Regions from separate parts of the Anas platyrhynchos genome. Here region 1 is linked to region 2. A link is a contact called in public Hi-C data. All regions are on one chromosome and are shown on one strand. Each heading gives the region's core, a stretch centred on a gene start, on an enhancer-like site or on the middle of the called end of the contact. The rest is flanking DNA. Distances are from core to core; before and after follow the strand shown.

Region 1 (6,434 bases), core at 3,588-6,087, 180 kb after region 2:
CTGAAGTCATAGAGTTCTTCTAGAGGAGGCAGAAATGCACACAATTCCAGCAGAGCCCTCCTAACACTCATTAGGATGACATACACCACAAATCTCATTTGAGAGAAACCCATCTATTTGTCTTTCAAGAGGTGTAAGCAAATAGTACTTACTTGAATCTAGCATTTTTTTTAAACAGAAGCATTTTGCTAGCATGCTTAACCAGGCATAATGTAAAAAATTTAAGAGCAGAAGAGGAATAAAAATGAAATGGCTTTCCTCTCTTCCAAGAGCCACCCCCCAAAACACAACAAACCATAATTTAGTTTCATTGCAGCAAGGAAAGTAGACAATCCATTCCATTTCCAAGTGCCTCCTACTTCTGTGCCAAGAGTACCACAAGATATTTCACACATGTATGCAAGAGACTTCACCAAGTGCAGTAGAGCAGCCAAGCTTCAGCTCTGCTTGTCACTGTAAACCCATACAAGTGTTGCAGAAACTGGAAGAGGGTGCTGCTACAAATCTCATTTAAGCAGGATAGCTAAACACATCCATTTGCCTTCTCATGGTTCCATGAAAGCCCTAAGTTAATTCACATGCTCTGCAGAGTTTCAGCTTGCTATATGGCCCTCTGGATTCCTAAGCAGAACTCGGAGATTGTCTGCATCCTTCAGGAAGCTACTGGATAAAATAAAGGCCTTTTCAACTGTCATTCATTCTGTATCCCACACAACTGCTTATATTATACTGGGGACTGATCTGATAGAGAAAATTGTGCACACTTCACTGTCAATTTTCAAGTGGATTTGGTACATTGTCTTTCTCCATGTTTTTTGCCTGACGCGTTCTTACATGCTGCTAAACACATTGTTCAGCAGAAACAGGATGTAACCTCACAATAAAGATTATTTCAACTATTTATGATAATTATCTGGGGATCTCACCACATTTACCACTTTGTTAAAAATTAAAAAAAAAAGTCTTTAGAAAACAGTTTTGTTTGGAAGGAGAGAGGAGACACCTGAGTTGATTCTGACATGACCTCTAGGAGCATAAGATCACTTAAGTTGTTCTAACCAAATGAAGTCTTTCAGCTGATGCTGGTCAGACATAAGAGAATTCTGTAGTGAATGCTACGTCTCCTGGATCACTGCAAAATATAAAAGATGCTGTCAGAAAACCCACCTTAGATTTAATTCACAAGAAGACTAAGTTCATGAACACAGATCTTGATCGTTATTCAGTCCATAGCCTAACTGGCTAACTACCTTTGGCATTAGCCAGAACTAAAGTCAGAAATCACATTACAGCTACAAAAAGGAACATATGAAACTAGCTACAGAAGACCAGAAATGAACACCAAAGCCATGCTGTTAAGACTTATTCCTCTTGTACTGAACTTTCCCTCCCCCACCGTACCACACTTCCAAATACCTTTAGGTCACCAGCCTCAGGTTTTTCAGTCTCTGAATCGTCATCTTCCTACAAGACAAGAATTTACAGGATTAAGCTTAAAGAGCAGGCTTGGCAAGTAACTGCACTTACAGCAAAGGGCTTGTGTTTGGCAGCCCAGCAGTAGTCCAAGACCCTTTGAATGGAAGTTAGTTTTGCCCCACCCACTCAGGACCAGAAAACAAGCCCTACAGTCACAAAAAGAAGTGGAGTTGCATGGTTTTTTGTTTTGTTTCCCTTTTAAGGCAAAAGCATCACTCAGTAGAAGACGCCCTCTGCAAAACTCATGCAGCTCCCGAGTGTGCAGAGCTAGACCATAAGCAGCAACAAAACTGCAGAAAAAAAAGCATTCATCATCTGATAATTCTTTTCCCAGTTGGTGGGCAGGGGCTTTGCACTTGCTCCTGTTTAGCAGTACTCGCAGAAAGCAGCATTTGCAAGGCCTATTTTACTCTCCCAAGCACACATCAGCAACACAAACAGGACACACGGCGTGCCTGCCATACAACCAAGCATGCAGGCTTGGTGAGGGGCTGCCCTAGCACCAAATTCAAAGTCCCAGCGATGCCAGGTGACACTGCATCTTTCCTTGCTTGTGTGGTGCTCTCGTGGCCTCACTTGCAGGTGACATAAACCTCCACAGAAGGGAACTAACTTCAGTTTTCTAACTAACTTTAGTTTTAGGTAACAGTTCACATTCAGTTTTCATTTCTACCCAGGAACAAAGAAAAAAGGGCAAGTTTTTCCCGAGAGCTTAAATTACTGAACTCAGCCTTAAGAAAAATTTTGTACCACGTGAAAAGTAACCTACAGCTTTGATCCAAAACTGGTAGGTAAACCTACTGTTCCACTGCCCCACGAGCTACGTGATTGGGGATCCTAGAGTTAGGTATGCTTCTCGACACACATACATAGTCTGGGTTCAAAACAAGTTTGAGGAGCAGAAAAGAAAAAGCTTTTCTTGCTCTCACAACTCAGCAGAATGGGTTTTCCTCCAAACTCCACCACCCAGTTTCAACTTTGGCCCCAAAACAAGAACTTGGTGTTTCAGCTTCCAAAAGAAAAACAAAAAAAAAGAAGTGAGGTGATTACATGCAACTGAAAGGAAGGGCTTCCAATGAAGTGCCCACCTCTGGGTATTAGCACACAAACAGGTTCTGGCAAGGCAAGCTATAGAATGATCACACAATGTCAGTAAGTTTTAATTGCCTGAATTAACATGCATATCCCATGGAAGTGACACACCAAACCTCTTCACTTCAGCTACTTTCCAGTGTACCTTCCTAAAACACGCACGTGTGCCCATAATTCAGTCTTAACAGGCAAAGTTTAATAACAGTAAGCGTACAGCTAAAGGAACAACCACAGTACCAGATTACTTGGTACTTGATCAGATGTTTTCCTCCCACCCATGCTCCCACTTATAGTAAAAAGCAATTTTCAATGAAAGAACAACAGATTGAATCATTCATGATATAGACACTTAACGGAAACAGCCCCCAAAACTTTCTAACCTACTAGAGGACATCTCTGAAACAACAGCAATGACAACAAAAAATCATTACTGAAACTGCCCTTGAAAAAAGGGACTTTTTAGTCACAGTTAATGTAGACAATATAAGCACAGAGCTGTTTGGATAAGAACCCAGGCCAGCCTGAAAACAATTGGCACCGCTTTGCAAAAACAGCTCATAACCAAGAAGTACCAGCGCTAGGATCTATTAAGGAAGCTCACAATTCTGGTCCAAGAATATAGAAAAAATGCATGTTACTGGCCTGCAATGAGACTAGAGAGAACACACCCTTTGTAACCTGCTGTACAGTAACTGAAAATAAGAGCAAGATCCGCTGGCTAAACACCGGAGTGCCTAAACCAATTATTGGTATTTGTACAGCACCTTGAACCTCCCAGATGTTAGGTGACTGCAACTTACACTGAAAATTGTGTGTGTAGTAAAAGCTACCCCATTTACACAAGTAGCTGTCAACAAACACCTGGATCACAACTACCACCTTCTATAGAAGAAGGATCTTATTGAAAGAGTCCCCAGGTTTTGGATATAAACAGGAGAATGACTAAAGTGATAGTAAAGCTTCATTACTTGGCTTAGCCAGACAGTGACCCTGAATGCTCTTGCTTGCACCTTTTCCAGCTAGCAACAGAACCAAAAAAAAAAAAAAAAAAAATAGACAAGTTTCTTGTCTGCTACTTGGGGAAGCAAATAGCAGGAGCAGTGAATGTCTTGTATGAGAATGAATGCGGATAAAATAGATTTCATTAAGAAAAAGCTGTAGTACCACTATTTCCTTCCTGTACTAAGTAGCCAAAAAACTTGAGCAGGGCCAACACATCAACATGGAGGTAAGCAAAAGGTTGATGAGAAAGAAGAGAACCTCCCCGCACTTTCACAAGCCTTACTGCTTTGCTCCTCCAGACACGGAAACGTTTATCCTTTTGTGCGTTATAGCTGCACTCCGAAGCAGCGAGCCACGTGCCCTGCCTGACCATGCACTAAGTACCTCGGTATTCAGGTGGAGTTATACACATGCCATGCACCTGTGACAAACAGAAGCCACTCAAGCCTAGACAAAACGCCACTACATCAAGTTAACCAGATGTAGGAAGTTGAGTTAGACATGAAAGAATAATTTAGGACATCGCAGAACTGTGCTCTTTGGGGTTATCCAGCTGCCCATGCACCAGCGCGTTTCTCTGGCAGCATTTCCAGGTGCGCTCACTCCGAAGGAAGAGCTGCGTGTCCCCTGCCAGCCTTCCACGGAAGAGTCAGAGAGCATCGACGGGTTAGTAACGAGCACAAGACCTGCACCCAAAGATGCTGGGTGCTGAGGAGAGGGCATTGCCTTGGGGGCAGAGTGGAAGGAAACGCTGGGAAGGTGCTGGAGGCCGCGGGGGAGGCCTGTGGCCGGCGTGTGGCCGGGGGAGCGCTGAGGGGCCGGGGGGTACTTACTGACTGCCTGCTGGCCTCCTCGTCCTCCTCCTCGTAGCCCTCCTCATCGCCGTCCAGCCGCGTGAAGTCGTCCTCGCCGTACCCGACGGACACGAGCCCGCCTTTTTCTCCTGAGAGGGGGGGCGGAAAGCGAGAAAAAAAGGCAAAATAAATAATAATAATAAAAAAAAAAAAAAACAACCCGTGAGGAAAGCGAGCTAGCAACGAGGGACCCCCATACACCCACACACACACCCGGGGCCCCCCCTCAGCCCCTCAGCTCCCCTCCCGCCCTCACCCGCGGGCCCCTCGCCGCCCGCCGGCCCGGCCTCGCTGTCGGACTCCGGGTCCGAGTCCTCGGCGTACACGGCCAGCGAGGACAGGACGCTGCGCTTCGCCGCCGCCATCTTCCGCCCGGCCCCGCCGCCGCTTCCGGCGCGCGCCTCTGACGTCAAGGGGGCGGCGGGGTCGCCATAGCAACACCCCCCCCCCCCGCGCGCGGCCGGAACCGAAAATAAAGCGGGGAGCGAGGACGCCCGAAAGCCCTCAGGGGGGTGAGGAGGAGGAGCGGGGGTGCGCTGGGGGGGGGGGGTTGGGGTTTTTTTGTTTGTTTGTTTTTTTGGGGTGGGATTTGTTTTTTTTAATGGGGGCGCTGGCCCTTTAAGAGCGGCTTGTGACGTCATCGCGCGGCGCCGCGGGCAGCGCCTGGCGGACCCGGAGCGGGTGGGGGGGGGGGTCCTGAGGGGGGGCTCTGAGGGGGGGGGGGGGGCGCTTTGAGAGGCGCCTTGGAGCCCCCTCAGCCGGGGGGGGGGGCGCGGTTGTCCCGTCAGGAGCGAGCCCCAGAGCCCTGAAGGTGCGGGGCAGCCGCCTTGGGGGGGGGGTGAGGGGGGGTAAAATAATAATAAAAGCGAGGGGAAAGGGGCTGGGGGCTCGCCTCAGGGCCGGGGGGTCTCTCCTGAGGGTCAGCGGGGCGCTCACTGCCGCTTCCTGCCGCCCGCAGCCCCCCCCCGCCATGAGCAGCAGCAGCGCGGCCCCCCCCGGGCCGGAGGGCAGAGCCCGGCAGGCGCTGAGGAAGGTGTTCGGCTTCCAGGCCTTCAGGACGGCCCTGCAGGAGAGCGCGACCATGGCAGTGGTGAGAGGTGAGCGGGGGGCCCGGCCCTCCGGGGGCAGGCCTGCGGCTGAGCTGCAGGGGAAGGTCGCCGGGCAGGGCTCTGTGCGCTACCTGCCCTCCTTGGCGTGGGTTTTGTAAGGACGTGGTTGCAGCAAACACGATGCGGGGAACGCTCAGCTGGCAGTGCTGGGAGCAGCACCACAGGCGTCTGCCAGCTGGTTGTGGTCAGATGGGGTTGAAGCTGTTTGCACTCACGCACTTGTAGGGTAAAGCTTACTGTAGTGGTGTCAGACACAGGTGGTACAAGCAGAAGACCTGGTTCTCTGGTGAGGTTTATATCCGTGAATCATGTGGATGTTACCAGAACCACGCGTTTTTCCTGGTGTTAATGCATCCACCAGCACACCGCTGTGGGTTCGGCAGGCAGCTCACACACACACATGTGCTGCTTACCATCCATTCTCCTCACAGGTCTCATAATGCAGACCAGAACAGCACCAAACCCAGCGTGCAGGACACAGTCACGGTTTTCATTCATCTCCAGCAGCTGTGTTGTTGATAACAGACTGGCCAAAAGCAGTGTTCTGTGAGCAGGGTGGCTCTGCCTGTCAATGCTGTGTGTGTTGGCATCTCCCTGAGGTGAAGTGGGTGCTCCTTAGCATAGCAATAGTTACTAAATAATACTGCCTACGTGGTTGGGATTTGCTTCTTGGGATGAGCTTTCACAGGGTGTGATACAGATCTGCCCTGGGACTGGTGGTTTGGTAACTGGAGGGCTGTACGGGGAATGAAAGCAGCTCATGTAGCAGAGAATTAGCATGACCACGGACCAGTTGTTTAATTCCTCTTTATCTTGGTTTCTGTGTAACTTCTGGTATTTAGGTAAGGCTGTTTCATATCGTTTAAAAAGTGATCAGAGATTATTTGAAGGGAACCACCGC
Region 2 (6,217 bases), core at 726-3,225:
CTGCACCCCAGGCCTGGTGCACACAAGTTGTTCAGCAGGGGCAGATCTCTCCCGTCATTCAGAAAGACAGGGGACAGTGTCCAGGACAGGTCTGGTAACACATCGGTTGCCCCCACGCCCATCCCAGGAGCAGGCAGAGCTGAAGATGCGGGGCCGTGAGCTGAAGGCCAGGGAGGAGCAGCTGACGAGGGACAGGGAGCTGCTGGATGAGGCCTGGCACGAGCTGAGGCTGGAGAAGGAGAAGGTGAAAGGGGCTGCGCTGCGCATCCGGCAGCGGGAGGAGGAGATCAAAAGCATGAACAAGGTCAGTGGAGTCCCCGAGCTGCTTTCACAGCACACAGGCTGGCAGCAAAGCCAGGGCATCACACCTCTCCTGAGGCCGTGCATCCTACTCCTGTCCTGGGAGGGGAATGAGGGAATGCCCAAAGCAAGGAGCCCTGTCCCCATCCTCTGTTCCTTGCAGCTCTCATCCCAGAAGTACGAGGAAGGGGAGCAAGCCCTGCGGGAGGCGTGCAGGCTGGAATCCGAGCACCAGACCCGGCTGCAGCTCATGCAGCAGCACCTGGAGCAGCTGAAGCAGCAGGAACAGCAGCTGCAGCAGGTAACTCCTCATCACCTTCCCTTCTCCGACTGGGGCTGCCATCCCCAGGGCCTGAACCTTGCCACCGATCTCTCTCCTTTTCTCCTGGGGCTGGGGCAGGAGCGGCTGAGCATGGCTCACCAGAGGAGGCAGCTCGAGCAGCTGCGCGAGGAGCTGCCCAGCAACCCCACGCTGCTGCTGCCCACAGACCAGAACCTCGGTGCCCCCACCAAGGGCCTCTCCGGCGTGCTGAGTAAGGCTGACGGGAGGGGTGGCTGCGCTTTTATTTCACATCTTGGGAGTCTTGGGGTACTCCTGGGGGCTGTTTAGCTCCCCTTCATGTGAACATCGGATCAGGTTTGGTGTTGCACCCCCAGATCCTCTTAAGGAGCTCAGTTGAGCTCTGTGAGCCAGGGCAATGCCAAGAGGGAGCAGAAGGGGTCGGGAAGGGAGAGGCGGGCGGGCTAAAGCCCATTTGTGCTCAGAGATTGAGGACGACTCCACTACGGGGACATTCAGGCAGCAAAAAAGGGATGCTTCATTGCTTCCATTTGTCTTTCCCTAATGGCAACGGGGCTGCACCCTCGTTGCAGGCTTTCCACCTCCTGCTCGGACATTCCCTGGGCACAGGAGCGCAGGCACGGCCGGCCCCGCAGAGCTCTACGCCAAACTGCTGCTGCTGAAGCACAGGGCCCAGCAGGTGAGTGGGCTGGAAGGGGCTTCAAGCCAGCTGGCAGGGAGCAGGGCTGGGTGACACCACAGGACGGGTGGCTCTAAAATCATCGCTGGGCTGGGCTGGGGGGGCTCATAGAACCATGGGCACCCAGAGGAGCGATCCCAGAAGTGCTTGCTTCTTGTTTCGCGTTCCTCCATTGCACCCTGGGCTCGGCGGTGTTTCTCCCTTCACCCCATCCCTGCCGGCTCTCCCACGCTGTGGTTTTGTGATGTCCTCCCCCTCCTGCCAGCCCCCTGCCCGCTCCTGAGCCTTGCCCCTCTCTCCTCAGGACCGAGATTTCCTGGAGGATGAGCATTTCTTCCTGCAGACCCTGACGAAAGCACCCTACAACACGTCGCCTCTGTCAGCCTGAGGAGCTGGCTGCGTCCCCTCAGCACGCTGCTGAGGGCAGATTGGGGGGGGGGGGGCAGAGAACAAACAATAAATAACACCCGTTTGGGGACATTAACGCTGAATTTAATAACAAATTGTTTATGAGCAGAGCCTGAAGCCCTTTCCCACAGCGGGGTGGAGGTCTCCAGCCCTCAGGATTTTTACTTTTTTGGCTAACGTGAGCTGGGGGAGGGAGGGGGCGATCTGTGGGGCTGGAACCCGGGGGGGGACACCCTAATGCTGAGGGGATGCAGAACATTTTGGGTCAGGCGCTGCGCAGGGCAGCCTCGTTGCCATGGCAACAGCGGGGGCCTCCGACGCAGGGCCCCGCGCGGCGCAGCCGTGGTTGCCATGGCAACGGGGCCCTTCCGGTGAGGGCGGCGCGCATCATGGCGGCGCCCTTGCTGAGCGCGGCCCTGCGGGGAGCCCGGGCCTTCGGCACCGCCGGTGAGACGGGGACGGGGACGGGGCTGGGGGCGGCCTCGGGGCCCGGGGTCCCCGGGGGGGAACCGTGGGGAGGCCCAGGGGAAGCAGGTCCGGGAGGTGGGGGGGGGGGGCAGCGTGCGGCCTGCTCCGACCCCGGGGCCTCCCTGCGGCCCCTCGGGCCTCCTGCAGCCCTCCCCCTTCAGCCCTTCTTCCCCTTCTTCTCCTGAAGCTCTCCCCTTTTCCAGCCGCTCTCTGCAGGCGGGCGGCCCCCCTGGGCCCGATGCCGAACGAGGAGATCGATGTCAGCAAATTGGAGGCGCTGGAGAAATACCGCAGCTTCACCCGGTACTTCAGGCAGGCCGAGCAGGAGGGCAGGAAGGCCCGGTGGTGGAAGACGTACCGGCAGTACGCCAGCCCCAAGCCAGGTACTCGCAGAAGGGCTCTGAGGCTTTGTGGCTGAAGGTCGGGGGTGCTGCCTGTTGTTGGGGCTGTGAGTTGGCCCCAAACCCTGGTCTGTAATGACGTGATGAAATGGGTTGGTACGAGGCTGGCCCTTTTGCAGAGCGTGGATATTTTCAGGGAGACAGATCTCCATTTTCTAGAAGGAGAGAGGCTGGACAGAACCTGCCAAAACATGCAGGATAGAGAAGGGATTTCCTGAAACCTCTACAGTATCCAAGAAATAAGACCAGGAAACAGCCTTTAAACCATATGCAGCAAGTAATGTAGTTGGGTTGGTCTGCTGAGGACCCCAGACCTGCTCACCAGGTGGCAAACTCCCAGATCTGGGCGTGCAAGGAGCTGGGCAGGAGGAAAAAGCAGAAGGGAAGACAGAGAGGTGGCGGAATCAAGTGACTGATGGCTGCAGTTTTGTGTCTCTTTCTTCTACTTTCTAAGCACATTGCAGGGCGCTTTTGGGGGCGGGTGTTCGGATTTTATACATAAATGATTTTTTCACCCCCCTTTAAAGAACCAAAGACTGACATCAGCCTGCCGCGTGGGAAGCTGTTGAAAGTGAAGGAACATGAGGAAAGAAAAAAGATCCTGAAGCAGAACCACCAAAACGCCGAGATGGAAAGAGCAGCACGGCTCCGGACTGGTCTGTGCCCCGCTGCTCCCTGCCCCGGCTGCTCCCTCTCCCAGCAGCTCCTGCAGTTTTCTCTCTCCCCACAGCACTTATCCCCCTCGATGAGGTCAGAGCAGAGTGGGAGAAGACCAGCGGCCCGTTCCACAAGCAGCGCCTGGCAGAGTATTATGGGATATTCCGCGACTTGTTCCAGAAGGGCACCTTCACCCCCTGGGTTAGCCTGAGAGTGGAGTACAGCCAGGAGGACGAGCACCTCGTGCCGGTGTACTACGGGAACATGGTGACTCCAACAGAGGTGTGTGAGCAACCCTGGCCCCGTGGGGAGCCTGTTTCTTTCTGCCAGGTGCTGCTGGTTGGTGTTGTCCATTCTGAGGGGTTCTTTTATGAGGGTATTTCTTCTGGGGTGAAGGAAATAAGGTTTTTGGGTGGGATAAGGACAGAAGTGTGCGATGAGATCAGTCTATGGGCAGGCTGACGGCTCTTAACACTCCTGGAGCTCTCCAGATGGAGCTGGGTTACTCTGACATGACCGTGCCCATAACAAATTCACGTTCTCTGGGTTAGAAATCGTGACCTGATCTTAATGGAACCTGCTGCTCAAATGATTTCCATTGTCTTTACGTTTAGGCTTTCAATCCCCCTGAAGTGTCATACGAGGCAGATAAAGGCTCCCTCTGGACTTTGTTGCTCACAAATCCAGGTGAGTGCAAGGCTCTTAGAAATGTGTTTAAATTGGGTGGTAGCACTCTGCTTTTGCTTAGCTCCTGTTTCTTTTGGCTGCGCAGTCAGAGGTGATGTGACAGCTGCTAAGCAGGGGCTGTCCCCTAAGCTCCAGGTGCAGAAAACCACTTCAAAGACTGGAAAGGAATTAGAATTTCCTTACTTTGAGGGACTACACTCTCAAAGAAACCACATGAGTTTCGTTTTCTGAGTATTTCTGTGCCCATCTGTCAAATGTGAGACAAGAAATGGATGTTTGCAGAACATTGCCTGCGCAGGAGGGTTTGTAGCCTCCCCACATCTAGCAGGTGAGAGATGGGACAGTGATGCAGCAGGACTTTTGTCATGGTATGGAGCAGGCAGATCCCTGACTCCACTCATTTCTTTACCCCCAAACTCTCCTCTTCCTTGGCAGCCTGGTGAGGGAGGTAGGTTAGCTGGCACGGGGAAACCAGGGCACAGTGAAGTGAAGCAACCAACCCAGCGTCATCCAAGGTGTCTTTTTTTGTGAGGATCCGGGCGTTCTCACTTTGGGGTTGATGCAGACATGGAGTTGTCACTGAGGTGTCTGTGTGTGTGTGTTTGCAGATGGACACCTAAGAGAGACTGACGCGGAGTACCTCCACTGGCTGGTGTGAGTATAGACAGCAGAGCCGCTCCTTGCAGTTTGGGATAGTTTTTGTGGTCCTTGACTTTCCCTGATGCTCCTGCCGTTAGCTTCTGTAACCCTCTGTTCTGGGTCCTGCTGAAAATGCAGTAGTTGCAGATGTTGCTGCTGCTCAGCATTGAAATCACTGGGTCTGATTTTTCTTCCAGTGAAATCAGCCCCTGCTGTCTGTTCACTTGTCGAAACACCAGTGTGGAGCTGAGGGTGACCTGTAATCCTGGATGAAACTGCGGGTCATAAAGGAGGGGAATGGCTGGGTATTTAATGAAATAAATGTGTTTGTGTCCAGGACAAACATCCCAGGCAACGACATCAAGGCGGGCAAGGAGATCTGCCACTACTTGCCCCCCTTCCCCGCCATGGGAACTGGCTACCATCGCTTTGTCTTCCTCCTCTTCAAGCAAGAACGCCCCATAGATTTCAGCGAGGACGTTCGGCCGACGCCGTGGTAATTTGGGCTTCCACTGGGCAGTTTCTCTCTTTCTTTGGCTGAGCTGTTATCGCTTGTTATGACCTCGTGCTTAGTGCTGCTGTAGCAGAGCAATTCCTTCCAGCCTGTGGGGTTGTTCCGAGCTGCTTTCACTCTGTGTGTCACCTGAAGCCCCAATCTCAGCCCTGCAAGCACCATGGGGTCCTGTTGCTTTAATCCAGGCTGTTAAGAAAGCAGCTTGCCCTGCCTAGGGCAGAGGTTTATGCAGAGCTGGAGAAGCTCGGAGATTTTCCTTTAGTGATTGCCTTTTGCATGTTTATTGTGTAGACTCTGGGATGATGTGGGGAAGTTGTTGCCTAGCAGGGTGCCACAGGAAGCAAGCTTCACCTCAGCTCTCGTGCTCGTGTCTCGTTCCAGCCACAGCCTCAAGATGCGGACCTTCAGCACGTTCGACTTCTACAGAAAGCACGAGGACAGCATGACCCCAGCGGGGCTGGCGTTCTTCCAGTGTCAGTGGGACAGCTCCGTGACCTGGGTCTTCCACCAGCTTCTCAGTAAGAAACGCAGCGTGGGGGAGTGCTGCACGGGGCTGCTCAGGGGTCGGGCTGTGCCCCGTACATCACGCACACCGTCGGTGAATGAGCTCTTGCTTGGTTCTGGCTGACAGAGCTCCCTTACCTGGTTCTTACTGAGCCATCTTCCTCCACACTAACAGCAGGCTGAGGGAACAGCCTCTACGAGGCCGTTTGGAACGAGCATTTTAAAATAACATCAAGAGAGCCTTCACCGGGGCTTGCTTGAGCAGCCCTGGTCTCAGATCTTGTCTGGGGAGGGCCTGGGGTTTGCAGCTGAGGCATTTTGTGTGTTCCCTTTGCAGATATGAGAGAGCCCGTGTTCGAGTTTGTGCGGCCGCCCGTTTACCATCCTCCACAGGTCAAGTTCCCCCGCCACCAGCCTCTGAGGTACCTGGACAGGTACCGGGACACCACGGAGCCCACCTACGGCATTTACTAGCCGCCTCCTCGCCCAGGTGCCCGCTGCAACGCAGGCCCAGCAGGTGGGGCTGCTGCCTTCCCTGCCTTCACACCGCTCTGTGGACCGGAGAAGTCTGCACCTCTAGAGGGAGACAACAAAATCCCGCTCCCTTGGCTGTTCCACTTTGCTGGCAGTGCTGGGAAGCGAGCAGCTGAGGGCAACAG

What was found. Hi-C and Micro-C count contacts between places; a contact is called where the count stands out from the background.
Region 1: a contact with region 2 is called in a Hi-C map of skeletal muscle, with 1.8 times the contacts expected there. The contact joins the promoter of SAP30BP here to the promoter of MRPL38 in region 2. A contact is called at or near these places in 2 of 8 Hi-C or Micro-C datasets (skeletal muscle and subcutaneous adipose tissue).

Annotation. Positions count from the first base shown.
Region 1 is chr19:8,942,492-8,948,925 of IASCAAS_PekinDuck_T2T, forward strand. SAP30BP (SAP30 binding protein) reads right to left here and starts at 4,838. Exons shown (of 10, transcript XM_027471308.3): 1 at 4,681-4,838; 2 at 4,404-4,513. The coding sequence starts at 4,789. LOC139999066 (ATP-dependent DNA helicase Q5-like) reads left to right here and starts at 4,842. Exons shown (of 9, transcript XM_072025644.1): 1 at 4,842-4,936; 2 at 5,383-5,521. The coding sequence starts at 5,395.
Region 2 is chr19:8,765,829-8,772,045 of IASCAAS_PekinDuck_T2T, forward strand. It overlaps MRPL38 (mitochondrial ribosomal protein L38), which reads left to right and starts at 1,976. Exons shown (of 9, transcript XM_027471375.3): 1 at 1,976-2,135; 2 at 2,360-2,539; 3 at 3,085-3,213; 4 at 3,288-3,496; 5 at 3,829-3,901; 6 at 4,510-4,555; 7 at 4,878-5,036; 8 at 5,436-5,572; 9 at 5,896-6,217. The coding sequence starts at 2,078. The coding sequence ends at 6,032. It overlaps FBF1 (Fas binding factor 1), which reads left to right. Exons shown (of 28, transcript XM_072025786.1): 24 at 128-304; 25 at 464-601; 26 at 701-833; 27 at 1,174-1,280; 28 at 1,585-1,760. The coding sequence ends at 1,668.